Regions from separate parts of the Mus musculus genome. Here region 2 is linked to region 1. Evidence: chromatin contacts called from public HiChIP or PLAC-seq data. All regions are on one chromosome and are shown on one strand. The core of a region is the stretch at or near the end of the contact, and the rest is flanking DNA. Distances in the headings are between cores, read along the strand shown.

Region 1 (7,904 bases), core at 2,118-4,617:
TAGAACCCTTGATGAGTAAACATGGGGCCCTGGGTTTAGTTCCCAGCATTGAAAAAAAAAAAGTTAACCTTTAGTACCTTTTCCCTCTTTTATATACCTGATTCTTCTGTTGGGTATCTGAGGATTTGAAACACAGAAATGTGTGTGTTCTTAGTCCATAGCCTGAACACATGAAACAAAGTTAGAACAATTGTCTGTTCTTAAATGCTATTATAAAAGAGAAGCACAATAGACACAGGGGTAAGGGTAAAGAGAGTGGTGGAACATTGTTCCAAGTGCTCTTGCCTAGAAGAGAGTGTGTCCAACCCCAAACTATTCTGAGTCATTACAGGTTAGTCAGGGGGGAAATGTACATTAGTCAAGGAGATAAATGAGGCTCCCAATTGCATCAAGCTTCCATTATGACCGGACAACACCAAAGGAGCACAATATACCCAGCCCATAGATTAATGTTCTAATGGGTTAGTTAGGCTGCAATACATCTGCCCTAAGTATAGAAAAATCCTAGCAAGTAGGAACACTAGTGGAGGGTGGGGCAATCCACATTTTGCTAGAAGGGCATAGGACTTAGAGGAAAGGTATACAAACATCCACAAAACATAAATTTACTCCAGATTAATTTTCAGTAGTAATTAATTCAATCTCCTTTGATCGATGAGGTAGCCTGAGCGGTTGTTCCAAATGTATGTGAGATCAGTGTATTCTTAGCATAGAAAAAAATTATCACACGCCATTTATTTCATTTATTTTACTAAGACTACTGTTAGGTAGAGCCTGGGCCATGGTACTCTGAATTATAGCTCATGTTTTTTGAGGTTTTCCTAAACTGCTGGGCACTGTGCACATTGCTTAGCTATGATGGCTTCTTACTGAAGCACTCTTCTGAGTACAGACTCCTACTTACCACAAAGCCCCATCATCCATACTCCTGTGTGTGTGTGTGTGTGTGTGTGTGTGTGTGTGCCAGCTTGTAAATATTAAGGTATTTTACCTGACACCTAAAAACTCTAGTAACTAGTTAAACATCAGCTGGTGGGAAAGGCACTAACAGAAACCTTTCTGGATATGTTGTTGGGCTGGAGGGTAGCTTGTGGTATAAATTTATTGGCTGCTGCTTAAATGAAGGAATTACAATGCACCATAATGTTCATTCTAATCAAGGGATGCCTGAAGATTGCGTTTCAGACTGTAAATGTGGTGCACACATTTGTCTCTGAATGAGACTTTGCATCCCAGCTGTTGAAACATTTGGGAAGGTGAAAATTTTGTGGACTAACACATTCCTGTGGCAGGGCGTAAGATTAATGCGGCAGAAGATGTTTTCACAGACCAGACAAATCATCTCATGCCCTGTGCATTCAGCCACTCCGGATGCGGCGCTGTAAAACTTAACTCTCCAAGGGTCTGTGACAGTTGAAAAGATATGTCAGCTGAGGAGAACTGACTTCTTCTGAACCAACATGGGTAATTTGAGAAATTAGAAGTTTGGACAACTCTCAAGAGATGGGGTAAGGGTATATCAGATGTTTTTGAACAACTAAATGCTATGAAATATTAATTTTATTGGTGACAAAAGATACGTAATGTAATTATCAATGTGCTTACTTACTTCCTAGGAATTATCTTGAGTTAGCCAAACCTGAAATCTTCATACTATTTTTCTGTATCAATCCAAAATGGTAAGTGACTGCCAGAAATCAAATCACTCATGACTTGGAGAATCAGGATTTGAACTGGGAACATTATCAGTATATTATCAGTGTCATTACCAACACACTCATATATAATTACATGTATACGTATTCACACTTATATAAATCACACACACACACACACACACACACACACACACACACCACACAACTTAATAGTGTTAGTTGACCAAGTCACCGTTTGTTTCTTTTCAAGCCCTAGGATTCTAAGACTCTGTCTCTGTACATCTTGGACTGTTGTTTGCATTGGCAGCCTCTACTGCCTTTTCCTTTGACAATTGGACTTGTGTTATTTTCTTTAAAATTACTTTCTCCTCAAATATTACCCCAGATGGACTTCTCCTCAACTTAACTAGTAGCTTTAGCTACCACCAGAGATTTGCCTGCAGCGGCTACAGGGACTGAATCATACCTAGGGATCCTGTGAATTAAGTTAAACCAGACCCAGTGTCTTTAGAATAGGTTCTCTTTGCGCCCAGATGTGACATTGGAAGGGATTAAGGCAGAGTTCAACTCCTCCAATTTCAAGAAACAGAACAAGGTTTCCAGATGCCCTTATGGGGATGATGAAGAGGTCAGTTGTGTGGCTGTCCAGGACTTCTGCTCTTTCTTCATTTTCTGACTTTGTCTCTCTCTGTGTGTGTGTCTCTGTCTCTCTCTCTGTGTCTCTGTCTCTCTTTCTGTCTCTCTCTGTGTGTCCTTGTCTCTCTGTCTCTGTCTCTCTGTCTCTGTCTTTCTCTCTCTCTCTCTCTCTCTCTCTCTCTCTCTCTCTCTCTCACACACACACACACACACACACATCTGTGCAATCTCCCGAGGCTAAGATATGGGAACTCTGGAAGGCAAGCAATGCCTTTCCTGTTTTCCTCTTCTGTCTCCAAACTGCACATAGGAAAATACTCCAGCATCACTCTGACTGTAACATAATCCAGGCAAAATGCAGAATCAGCGAGACACCACATCCTTAACTTGATCTCATTGAATCTCCTTAAAACAAAGTGCAAAAGGAAAGGACAGAGACAAATCATGGCCTAAGTAAGCCTTCAGGTTGGATTGGTCTGTCTTTCATCACTGTGGGTCCAGACTGCAGACACTGTCAGGCTGCTTTTGTTTCAAATTATCATTGGATGTATAAACAAGGCCTATCTCTTCTCAGCAGCTTGAGTGCTCATGCACGCGCGTGTGCGCGCACACAAACATACACACACACACCACACACACCACACACATCACACACATCACACACATCACACATATACTCCACGTTAATGCTGTCTGGCTTTCCCATTGCTCTGGCCTGACATAGACACAAAAGGTCTGAGGACAGACTGTATAACTTAAAGGGGAAATGCTTTATTTCCTATAATGAGAACATTCTACCATCTCTGCCCCTGGCTTTAGCATCTGAGACTTCAAAAAAAGAAAAAGAAAAACAACCTGACAAACAAAGGCCAAGGAAGCTAGGGCAGCTGCCTCTATAGGGTTAAACCAAGATCAAAATCAAATGGCACGCTGCGCCATGTCTTCTGCATGACTGATACTGCAATCGATCTGCAGCGGTTCATTTTCTCTCTGGAATCTCTGCCTACTGAGAACAAATACAAACACATGTGGAACCAATAGGAAGCAGACTAAGGGCTTTAAGAGTTCTGCACCAACCTGTGTCAGAAAGCGCTCACTTTGCAGATGGGGCAATTAATAAAAGGGTCCGATAGCATGACTGCATCAAGGTGCCTTGAAGTGTTAACAATCCTCTTTTGTCTTCCTCCTGGAGAGCACAGATGGATTCCAGTGTAGAATAAGCATGGCATTGTGTGCTGACGCACCACTGAATGGTGTCTCAGTAGGAACGGGGCCCAGGTGTCCTATGTGTCCCTTGGTACTGGTTCTTTCTCCCTACCAGCGTTTTAAGTGCTAGCGTGACCATTTATCAGTGGGGAATTAAACTTTATAAGTAAATCCACATTTCCAAAATACATGAAACGGAAAGATTTCCCATCTAACTATTGGCAGTTTATGCACACACCACGCTACTGACAAGTCACAAGTGTCTGATTTCTATTCTTCAGCGGGCATTGAAGGTTTATTAAAGTCATTCAAGGCTTCTCTCGGAACAAGTGTTATTTTATTCTTTGAAGATGGAGAAAATGAGGGTCACAATTATCTAACAGGGTACATGGGCCTGTTGCCTGTGGGGACCCTGGAGTCATGTTTTAGTTTCCAGCTGGAACTGTTGAATTCGGTCTCAGTTTCTCATCCTGTCTTCCTGGCCCTTTCTGCCAGGTCAAAGAGGCAGGATTCACTCTTGGTCCTCTCAGCACTAGGCTCAGAGAATAAGATGTTTCTGTCACTCTCCTGGAACCTGCATGAAGCCAAGTGATCACTGTCCAGACCAAGTATCACTAAGATTTAGTTAAATAACCCATTGCTCAGGACTTTTTCCTACACACAATCCAAAAACATGCCTAGGAAAGCACACATGAAACATCCCACTGTGGACTCCTCAATCTTTGTGAATCTGAGGTAGACCCCAGTAGACCACCACTGTCCACCTTCATTCACCCTTCAGAAGAACAGGCATTAAACACAAGCATATGAGAAGAAAACTTGCCCTGTTGCCCTACCAGAGACTACTGAGTCCCTCAGGCTGTTTGTGCCTGTTGTCTTGTGACATTATGGAGTAGTTTTCCTGTGTGGGCTGATGGCTAAGCAATGACTTCATTTCGATAAAAGTTAGGATCAAAAGATTTCCTCAAATTCCACACTCTTTGGGCTTTAATTCTTAACAGCCCCAAACTCCTGTTTAAGTTGAATTACATTTTGAAGCTGAGGAGAAAGTTCTAGTTCAAACTCTCAGCCAGCGCCTCGGCTTGCTGAGATAGCTTAGTGGACTGCCTCAGAAATTCAACCCCTAGCTCTTCCTGGCTTTTGCTCCATCACTGCCTTTTCGTATGAGAATATCAGAGGATGATTCAGCAATACGCACCAAACCTACTGCTTCCCCACATTCCTCATTGACAGAGACCCTGCTCCTACTTGACTATTAGGTTTCCTTAACCGAGGCAGGACCAGGCAGAATGCTGTTTGTTTGTTCGTTTGTTTGCCTTGTTTTGTTTTGTTTTGTTTTCAACGTATGTATCATTTGGCAAAATCATCCCTCCTTCCCTCCCTCCCTCCCTCCCTTCCTTCCTCCTTCTCCTCCTCCTCCTTCTTCCTCCTCTCCGTCTCCCTCCCCCTCCCCCTCTTCCCTTCCCCTCCCCTCTCCCTCCTCCTCTTCCCTCCCCCTCCCCCTCTCTGTCTCAAGTTGTCCTAAGCTAGAGTTATCTAACAGAGAAGAAGATTCTCATTTAATAAAATGTAGGGAAATCTGGGGGGGGGGGGATTTTTCTTTCCAATGATTGCTGTGAGAAAACCTAGCCCACTGAGGGTAGTACCAGTGCAGGTTAATCCTGGGTTATATAAGAGAGGAGGCTGAGAAAGCCATGGAGAATAAACAAGTAAACAGTGTTTCTCATGGTCTCTGCTCCAGTTCCTGTCTTCAAGTTCCTGCCTTGTGTTTATGCCCAGACCTCCCTTCATGATGGACCATAAGCTATGGGCTGGTTTGAATAAGAATGGCACCTACAGGCCATTGAATGCTTCACCACCAGAGAGTGGAACTCTTTGATAGAATTAGAGGAATTTGGAAGTGTGGTCCTCCACACTTGAAGGAAGTGTGTCACTAGGGTAGGGCTTTGAGGTTTCAGGCTCTGTCTCATGCTTTCTCTGCCTATGGATCAGGATATAGCTCTCAGCTATTGCTCCAGCTGCCTTGCTCACTGCTATGATGATAATGGACTAAATCTCTGAAACTCTAAGCAAGCCCCAATTAAATGCTTTCTCTTAAAAGAGTTTCATTGGTCATGGTGTCTATTCACAGGAATAGAACACTGACTAAGACAAGTCATAAGTTAACCTCCCCCCTCCCCCAGTTGCTTTTGGTCATGGAGTTCATCATAGCAACAGAAAACAAGCTAGGGTCTCTGAATCTGCCACCTTCAGTTGCTGGATAGTCTTTTTCATGACAATTGGGCTAGTAACAAGTTTATGAGTATAACAGATTATCATTAGGAATCCTACCATTAACTCTGCTTTCTTTGTCGGTTTGTCAGTCATGTTTGGTTCTATCCTGGGTCTCTGGGCTGTCTCCCTTTGATTCATAGCCATCCAGACAGTGAAAAGCCTGGGCTCTCACTTATGGTGTGGGCTTCAAATTAGACAATCATTGGTTGGACACTCCCACAAGTTCTGCAACACCACTACCCCAGCACTTGCAGAGACCCCCAGTCAAACACTAGGCAAAGGCAGGGCAACTGCACAGAAGAGAGGAGGATCGTAGGAGACAGAGGTGTCAAGGACACCATGAGAACACATCCCACAAAATCAACTATACAGAACATGATCTTACAGAGACTGAAGTGACAAACATGGACCCTATATGTGTCTGAGCTAAATCCTCTACATATATTGTATATGTAGTATATACTGTATGATTGTGTAGCTTGCTGTTTTTGTGGAACTCCAAACATTGGGAGCAGAGGTTGTCTCTGACTCCTTTGCCTGTGTTTGGAATATACTCATACTGGGTTTTTTGTCCACCCTTGATATAAGGGGTTGTGTCTGGTCTTATTGTAACTTGTTAGGCCATGTTTGTTAGATATGAGAGGGAGGCCTGCTCTTTATTTTATTTATATTTCTTGAAGGAAAGTGGGACAATGAAGGAATGGATCTGGAGGGAAGGGAAGTAGGGGGTGTCCAGGAGGAGTGGAGAGGGGAGAGTGAGATCAGGATGTAATCTATGAGAAAAGAATTTTTAAAAAGACCATTATTCATGTCCTCTAATGAAGTCCCCTCCTTGAAATTCAGGAAATCTAAACACACTAATTTCAGAGTGTTAGAGAAAAGGTATGCAAATTTTCTTATCAAGTCCCTGGGAGAGACAAAGGAAACATGTTTGCACCCCACTTCCTTTTTAGACCAACACATTTTTTTTATTATGAAAGAAAATTGTCATGGATGTGCAGTAGGTATGAGATGCTAAGGATGCTGATTTATTATCTTTATGTATTATATGTTCTCCACATCCATGTTCAGTCACTCTTGGTCATTGTGTGGGTTTGTCAAGGTGGCAGCTCTGAGGGTGGAGACAGGATTGGTGGACTTCATGATAACCACAACCACAGTACTTCCTTTGCTGAAAAAAATGATGTTTGATATTTCCTGGAATTCTTTGGTGCTGTGCCATGAGCTCTCATGGTGACAAAGACCTTGCCTAAATCAAATTCATAATTATGTGATGATTCCAGTCACAATGAATAGTTGTTGCTTATGAAATGGAAGGGTTTCTAAGTAAACACCTTGCTGCTACACAGTAACTGATTAGCTCAGACAAAGGCACCATATCAGCACTGAGCACCGGCCGGTGTTGCAGACATGTTGGATATTAGCTGTAGCTTCCTGGAGAAGAAGGCATCCATGCTACTGGATCTATGAAAAGCCTCTTCCATGCCAACACACCTATACCATTGATGGCTCTATTGTAGCATTGATGCCTCTGTTGTGCTAATGTTCGAATTGCTAGTGAGATGTCAGTTAGCAAATCTTTGCACCTGTTTAGATTTTTGTGGCCTTTCTCTTGTTAGATATTATCTGAAAGTCCTAACAGGAGACACAAAGGTGTCCATTGTTTCTCCTCCCTCTCCTAAGTCTGTATGTGTAACCTTTCTCAGACCAGTTCATGTCACATTTTCTCATGTTTCTTCTCCTATCCTGTGGTCAACTAACAAGCCATTCACAACTTACGAGTCTATTTGGGTCTTTTTCCCCTGAATGACTTCTATTCACACATAAAGTGCTTTTAGAGGCACAGTGTTGGAATCTCTGCTCATTGGAAGGATTTCATCTGGCTTTTGCCTTATTGAAGTCACCCCATATGGAAACTATACTGAAGTTATAGTCCTTGCCTTGACTCCTGCCCACATATTGAGTTGATCCATACATGAACCAAGATTAATCTTTTCCTTTGCTTTCAGTTTTTGTTGGACATTTGTCATTTCTTTCAGGGTTTCAGGTCCAAAAACTATCTCAGACTAGAGACTGGACTGTAGGCTGGCTGCATTTAGCTTTCTGATTTTCTGTCTTTGCTGTGTCTTG
Region 2 (7,904 bases), core at 3,499-5,998, 320 kb after region 1:
GCCGACTGTACTTGCCTCTGTCCGCTCTTTCCTTTTTCCATGTCTCCCTCTCCAAAGCTTTCTATTCACCCTACAAAGAAAAGCAATCCCCAGGCAAAGTTGTTTACAGTATTTTATGAAAGTTTGAAGGGGAGGGGGGAAGAAAAAGAAAAGGACTGGATTTGGGGGCAAAGGGGAGGGGGCCTGCTGCAGAGGAGAAGGGGGGGGGGGGTGAGAGAAAGAGAAGGCAGGCATGCATGAGAGTCCCAAGCGGTGCCAAGCTCCGAAGAAAGGGCTGCTGGGGCGGGGAGGGAGCATGCCAGAGCCTTACAGAAAAGGAGCAAAGAGCCGAACAGGAGGGGAAGGCTGAAATTGAAGTGCAAATGGACCTTGGTCCTCCTGGCAGAGACTGCTGCAAAGACAACACAAAAGGGATGCCTGGGCAAGGCACGGGGTCTGGGGAGTGAGGGGGACACTTAAGACAGAGCTGCTGAGATGGTCTAGGAAACAGACAGATAAATACATGCCAGAGGTGTTAGTGTGTGTGTGTGTGTGTGTGTGTGTGTGTGTGTGTGTGTGTGTGTGAGAGAGAGAGAGAGAGAGAGAGAGAGAGAGAGAGAGAGAGAGTCTGAGACAGTGAAATACAGTGAAAGAAAAATGAGACACACACACAGCCAGACCCCAAGAGAGACACAGAGTCACACAGAGAAAGAGAGAAAGGGATTTGGGAGGGGGTGGTAGGGTGGGAGTGGGGTGAGAGAGAAGGTCTCTAGCCAAATGGGGAGACTTGGCAGGTGGACAGGAGCAGCCGGCCAGGCCTTAGCTGTGCTTGCTTGCTGCGTCTAGTCTATTGTCGTCTCAGAGGGGGGAGGGGATTGTTTGTTTGTTTTGTTGTTTGGCCTCTTTGTCTCTTTTGTTCCAAGCAGTTAGTTTGCTTCTTTCCCAGACACTGGGCTGATGGAAAACCTTTATGGATTTTTCTTAAAGGGACAGGATCAGCAAGCACACCCATTTCTCATTCCCACACAGTTCCTACCCAAATAGTTCTAGTTTTCTGTTTTCCTTCCTCCCTCCCTCCCTCCCTTCCTCCCTTCCTTCCTTCCTTCCTTCCTTCCTTCCTTCCTTCTTTCCTTCCTTCCTTGCCTCCTCCTCCTCCTCCTCCTCCTCCTCCTCCTCCTCCTCCTTCTTCTTCTTCTTCTTCTTCTTTTTTGATCCTATTTTTAATGGAGAGTCAGTGTTTGTGCTATTTTATGCCGGATTAACAAGAATAAGTTGGTCAATTTCTTGGTACCCACTAAGCCTCCCCCCTCCATGGTTGCTAGGACATGAGGGGATGAAGGGGGAGACAAAAACAGGAGCACCCTATACACAAGCATAAACTGAAAACCACAACCATCTCTTGCTCCCTTTCCCTCTTAATCCAGGCCTGAGGGTTAGAGGTACACATGGAAGGACCTCACTGAGCAGAGTATGGGCTTTGAAGGGAGAGGTTGCTGGGCACCCTCTCAGCCCAGCTTCCTCTTTCCAAGCCCCCAGATGTTAAGCAGACCACCTCTAGGGGTTCTGAAAGTCTGCCTTGAGTCTCTCTCTGGCCTGGCAGCTCTAACCATCAACACACAGGCCAGAGGTGACTGACTCATTGAAAAGCAAAGAAACCAAACTCAATGGAGGGCTACCTTTAATAGAGAAATAGACACCCCTCATGTCTGACTCCCCACTGGAAAGAACTGTAGACCCCTGCCCTGTCTGACAATAATTCAAACAGGTTTGAGTATAGAGGAGATAGGGTCTGCAAAAGATGACCAAGTCTCCGCCCCCTGTGCTCTCAGTCTTCCTCTCTGGTTCTCCCTTGAGGGATCCAGTCAGCTTTTAGAAAATTTTTTAATCAATCTTTCTTTCCTTTACCTGCCTTAACATCTTCCTAGAAGTGCTGGCTTCTGCCTGTGGATTTGGAGGCAGAGGTTTGCCCTACAAGGGCTAGGTGTTCCTTCCTCCCATCTTAGGAGAGTTGGGGACTTAAGAGACAAGGTCTATGGACCCTTCAAACTTGAGGATAGCCCAGGTACCTCAATTTTTCTCTTCTTAATGCCCTCCCTTGGAAAGGCTTATTGCAAAGCTAGAGCAGAAGTTACCTGTTTTGTTTTGAGGGTCCAGAAAACCACTCCACCATGTAACCTACAATGGAGCTTTCTCTAAAAGGGTTTTGGCTGCAATGTTGACCAACAGTCCTGGCTTGGCCTTAGTGTTGGAACTCTCACCTGCTAAAGGAGTGGGTGTGAGGTAAGTTCCTGGCAGTCTGCATTTGAATCAGGCTTGTGCAAAGTTTGCAGTTCAGAGCCCAGCTGGAAGCCCGTAGCTAAAGGCATGCAAGTTAGAAAGAGAGCCTGCAAAATGGGGTGGGAATAATAGCCACTGGTTCTCTGCGAGTCCATATAGTTTCAAATTCACTATCACATAGTTGACAGGCAGCCATCTAACCCTGAACAAAAATAGAAAACTAATTCTGCTACCCCAGACACTAATCCACCCAGCAACACATTTGTCCCCAGGATGTGATTCTGTCCAGACATCTTCTGTGACTGAGGATAGGAGTCTGTCTGCCATGTGGGAGAATCAAGGCTAAGTGGGTGCCATGACCAAGTTCTATTTCCCTTCCAATAATGTCCTGGTGTTTAGGAAAGCCAGCCCAGGGTCCTTGGACCCAAGAGTAGGAAGCCATGCAGACTTGGGTAGATTTCATTCCATTCCCCACAGGCATCCCAGAAGCCCACAAGAGATCTAGTTTCTCTGGTACTTTCCCCTGGGCTTCTTGGCTTGGAAGTTTACTACCTCAGGGTAGTAAATTTGGACCCCTCAAATATTAAACTTCACCAGTCCTAGACAAAATAACACATTAAGTCACCAATCAAGTGAGTTGAGGTCTTATCTGTTCAAAGTCACTTATTTAGGTTCAGATAGCTGGGTTGGGCAACCCCAAGGGAGTGAACTTGTTCACCTCCAGTTCTCCTGTGTGCCAAGTGCTCGAGACAGTGATAGAACATGGTGTGTTGTCTACCTCCTAAATACTCATGTCTGCCTTGTGCATAGCTCCGAGCTCTGTGTGTGTGTGTGTGTGTGTAAAAAAGTGGGGTACCCCAGGAAGATGAAGCTAGGCCAGGGAGCTAGTCAGGGATTTCCCAGGTCTCCATGGAGGGACAACATGCCCTGCTCCAAGAGTCTATCTTCCAAGCTCCTGACTGGAAAACTGGGAAGCTGTACTCCAGGCTCAGCAGGGTGGAACCTTAAACAAAATTAAAGCAAGGCAAAATAAATTTGAAACCCAACCTACAAGTCCAAGGGTCCCTGCTATAAGCGAGATGGGGGTGGAGAGGGCAGAATGCAAGGGCCTCACAGAGGGGCCAGCGAAGAAAAGAACTTCCTAGACAGCCAGAACCAGTCTGTGCCTTTCAGAGACTCCTGCTCTTCTGCCGGCAAGGTTTGGACTGGGGAAAGGTGAAGGTGGCTGGTGGGTGAGAGGAGAATAGGAGAAGGGGGTAAGGGTGGCTACTTTACTCTCCCTGTCAGAGCTAGCTGAGGCCAACTTTAAGGGGTCAAGGTACCAGAAAACTGCAAGTTTAGATAGCTTGTCCAGTGACAGAGGCTTTGAATTTGCCACAGTCTCTAGATAGGATGTGAAGCTGGGAAGAAGGGAGAGAGAGATTTTTTGGAACACTGGAAACAGGGCCAGACCTTGATACCCTTAAAAATCAAAGAGCCCAAGGTCACATCTGCCCACAGCTCTTGACGTAGGGGCTGGTGACAGTGGGGAGCCTGAACTGGTTCCTAAAGAGAGAGGTAGGGTAAGACCAGGATTCCTGGCTGAGATGGCAAAAGGTACCACTAAGCAAGGGCTCAGAGAAGGAGCAGGGGAAAGCCTGTCTCCCAAGACAGTTTTAGATCGTCCCTCCCGAGGGGCCCAGTCCCCGGTCTCCTCCACCCTTCGAGGGTGGCACACGCGGGAATCTTTGGGCCATTGCTAGCGGTTTCCTGACTTTGCGTCGGGTCATTGCGCACCACGTGCATCAATGGCCCCAGGGGAAGAATTTCGGCTAGCACTCCCTGGAGAAGAGGACTATGCTGGCCCCAGATTGTACAAGCGGGCCACCAACTTCTCCCTGAGCTTCCATAAGGAGTCATGAATCGCAGTGCACGCGAGGCTCGCGGGTTCCATGCTCGCCCTGGCACATCGCTCTCCCTCACTGTTCAGCGCACCAACAGAACCGGGACTGCAATTCTGTTCCAAGCCAGCGCAGCTCACCCTCCTTGTCCAAGGCTAGGGCATTTTGAGGAAGGATCTTCCCAAAGGAACCCATCTCTCTAAAGCGGGAGTAGGGTTCTTTAGTAACTCTCTGGGGGTGGGAGGTAAATCAAATTGCCTGTGGGCTTGCAGCTGGAAGCCAGCTATTTAGGCTCGCTGAGCCTCGTTCCTAACGGATCAGCTCTTTCGATGTTTGGGGATAAGTTGAAGACTGAAGAGAAAACATGATTATCTTAAGTAACTCGCACATCGCCGTTTTCGTCCCCGACTAAAAGTCTGTGTCTTGGGCCAGTTTCGCGATGCCCACGCAAGGCCCAGACTTTAATATTTAAACCAGGCCAGGTGAAACTACCTGTTGGGGTACACTGCAGTCTATAAATCTGATCCTCCTCTCCTTACACAGTTTTGGGGAGAGCTGGAACTGTTCTGGGGGTGTTCAGAGAAGGGACTTCAGCCGAAGGGCGAGCGGCAGTAGTAACAGAGTCTGGCGATGCCCGGGAACTGCACTAGCTCCTCGGCCTCGGTCTGCAGAAGCTAAAGACAGCCCCATGCAGCCGAATCTCGGCGCGATTCTCTATGATTCACTATGAAGCAGTGTGGAAGATTCTTGAGACCAGAGCGCGAGGGGACTCTCAAAAACAAAGAGCCGGGGGCAACTTGCTATGCTCCCGCCCCCCACGGTACACTCCAACCCTTAACGTTTCTCCCTATGCGGAAATTCACTCAACTTCTCCGAGGAGCAGGCGACGGATGCTCTCCTGCCACAGCCTGGGGGCTACCGGCAGCTTCTAGGCCACTTTGCTGGAAGAAAGTCATTGCCTCAAGGAGCAGACACACATTCTTAATCCAGCAGCCGCCGAAGAGCAGTTCACTTACCAGGACCTGATGAGCCCGTGGGGAGGATTTTTAGAAGCTGGGGACAGGCAGGCTCATGTGTCCTAGAACCTGTGGGAAAGACCATTGGGACTGAAGTTTCACTTGGAAAGTGCTGGGCGCAGCCCGGCTCTGGCGCACATTTTCCAGGCTTCCAGGCAGCCAAACTGCGGGAAGCTGCTGGAGGCACCTGGGGCTCAGGCTTTTCCATTGAGAGTTTCTGATGCGGGTTGCTAGTTGTTTATTTTTGTTTTTGTTTGTATGTGTGTGGCTTTTTTTTTTTTTTGGCAGCGAACCCCACTGAGCTTGGGGAGCACCAATATTTGGAATTGCCGTACCAAGGGTCTCATCAGAGGATCAGAGGAGATAAGCAACTTGGGGAACGCGGCGCATTTAGTTTTCTAAGGCCATGCGTTTTTTTATCCCCCACGGTCACTATTTATTTGGCTGCAAACGAAATGGGAATAGATATTAGGAAACTGGGGGGAAGAAAGCGGATAAGCCTTAAATTGTTGAGAGCGCTCCTTTTTACAGTGAAGACTATAGGACTACGTGGAATGGAGAGAAATTATTAGTGAGACTTCATCGCACAGGAATGGTGGAGGAGATTGAGCCACGGAACTAGAAGATGTCTCCGATCTGTTTTGCGCACCGCAGGTTCCCCACCCGCAGTTAATCATCCTGGCAATATTCGCTTGATCTGCCCGCAAGTAGCTTGTCTCCCCGTCCTTCCTGACACTTCCCTTCTCTGTTTACATCTTTCCATGCTGGGTCACCAGCCAGAGTTTTGGGCTTCCCGGACCTCTCGGGTGCCTTGGCAAAAACTCTTACAAACTTTTCGAGCGCACACTTGCGGGTGGGCTCTCTCCAAGCGGGTCTCTGGACTGCCAAGAGACCCTCTTCAGCCGAGAAGCCTGGAATAATTTTCAGCGCTCCGCTCCGAAGCCCCTGCTTTATTTCAGTTCAATGGGGGTGGGGAGGGGGCTCACAGACACAAGGATAATAAACAATGCTGCTTACTGAAGATACAAAGTGGGTACAGAAAAGAACCATGTAGAAAACCAAGAACGGAGACGTTTTTTTAACAAGTGGGTCAGACTCGGGGATGCCTTTGAAAAAGACTTGTAACGTAAAACCATTGGCGGTTCTCTAAAAGTACAGAATTACATGGAACAGGCGTTGTCAGAATGTGCTGGTTGGAGCGGTATTTATTTATTGGCTTTTGCCTCTGGAGACCAGCAGGAGCTGTTTATACCTGCCTACTCCTTGGTGCAAATCTTCTCCCTATCTCAAGGTCTCATTAAAAGGGTCTTCCAGGTGTCGGTATACTGTGCTACCGTTATTCTAGATGCCCTAAGAGCTGCAAGTAATGCTGGTAGTAGGGACTTTAGAGGAAGATGCAATTCTAACAGGCATTGCCCACATAATTCAAAGACAGGGAACTCTCTCTCCTTCCTTCCTTCCTTCCTTCCTTCCTTCCTTTCTTCCTTCCTTCCTTCCTTCCTTCACACACACACACACACACACACACACACACACACACACACACACACAGAGAGAGAGAGAGAGAGAGAGAGAGAGAGAGAGAGAGAGAGAGAGAGAGAGATTGAGATTGTGTTTTTGGTGCTGACTGTGACTGGGGATTAAGGGTTCCTTTTGGGTGTGGGTGAAACTGATTTCTACTCTGCCCAATGGCCTTGGGAAAGGGCTTCCCATCTGCTATAAACACCCCTCCTTACAATGTCAGAAAATCTGCCCACAAATATTGGCACCAAGCTGCCGTGACAGGCGGTGCTGCTTTAAATAGGAGGAAGGCAAACGACCCGGGCAGGCAAAAAGAAAGTCACAACCTTCCCAATGATCAGGCTACCTGCCTTCAGCCCCCTAAAGTCCAAAGGCAGAGACCTAGAAATTCTTCTTTCTAGAGGAGAGCAGAGTGTCTCAGCTGGATCCCAGACCTCTGTTCGATTTTAGAAACCATGTGTAGTACACATGCAGATGGGTCCCTGAAGACCAGTTGTTAAAGGGAAGCAAGGTAAGAGTCTGGTTTATCCTTAGCCACCTATCCCCCGTGTGCTTGTTCAGATAAAGGGGTCCAGTGGAAGAAATTTGAGAGGCGTTTAGCTCATCTCTTATGAGCAGTAGGTTCCTTTTGTTTTGTTTAAAGCCAGAGGGGAGCGTTTGATTAGGGAAGGTCTGCTGGGTTCAGTCCTGGATCCTAAGACAGGATTCACCCTAGGGAATTGAGGTGCTAGCTGTCACTTTTCCCTGGATGACCCAACCTTCAGTTATGCCCCTTCTGTTCCACTGAGGGCATTCTTCATCTCTGGAGATGGTTTGTGTGGATAGCTGCACCCATGAAACATCCGAAGGCCTTTCCCACCTCCCCTCAAAGATGATGACTTGTTTAAGGTCCAAGGCTCAGAAGTCATCAGCTCCCTAACATTCTGTACTTGTCCTGGAGACTGCTCCTTTGTCTCTGATTGGCCCCTCTCGGCACAGCCTGCAGGGCAGTTTCTCCTAGGAAGCATTCTATCTGCTAAGCCCAAGCTTGAGAGGCAATCCTCCTGCAAAGTGTGGCTAAATTGTAGACAGCATCTCAGGAAATTTTGGGTGAGGAACAGATCATCTTGGCTTCCGCACAGTTTTCTAAACCCAACTCTGTATTGTCATTTTGAAGAAACTGAGGCACGGGGGGGGGTGGGGGTGGGGGGGAGGGGTAGGGGGCAGATTTGACCCAAGGATGTGGGAGGAG

Evidence for each region. HiChIP or PLAC-seq counts read pairs in DNA pulled down with a chosen protein or histone mark.
Region 2: a contact with region 1 is called in an H3K4me3 HiChIP or PLAC-seq map of craniofacial prominence, with 4 times the contacts expected there. The contact joins two enhancer-like sites. A contact is called at or near these places in 1 of 484 Hi-C or Micro-C datasets (nephron progenitors), 2 of 115 datasets of contacts at active chromatin or transcription factors (craniofacial prominence and embryonic stem cells) and 1 of 9 other capture datasets (embryonic stem cells).

What each region holds. Positions count from the first base shown.
Region 1 is chr4:82,217,539-82,225,442 of GRCm38.p6, forward strand. No RefSeq gene overlaps it. Among named protein-coding and RNA genes, the nearest start is that of Gm11264, 160 kb to the left of the region's middle. Within about 2 kb of position 3,368, at least 24 of the 459 cell types and tissues checked have an H3K27ac peak or open chromatin away from gene starts, as enhancers often do. A contact at or near this core is called in craniofacial prominence, where this site is marked.
Region 2 is chr4:82,532,648-82,540,551 of GRCm38.p6, forward strand. The region is part of intron 1 of Gm11266 (predicted gene 11266); the gene reads left to right. Among named protein-coding and RNA genes, the nearest start is that of Gm11266, 29 kb to the left of the region's middle. Within about 2 kb of position 4,749, at least 60 of the 459 cell types and tissues checked have an H3K27ac peak or open chromatin away from gene starts, as enhancers often do. A contact at or near this core is called in craniofacial prominence, where this site is marked.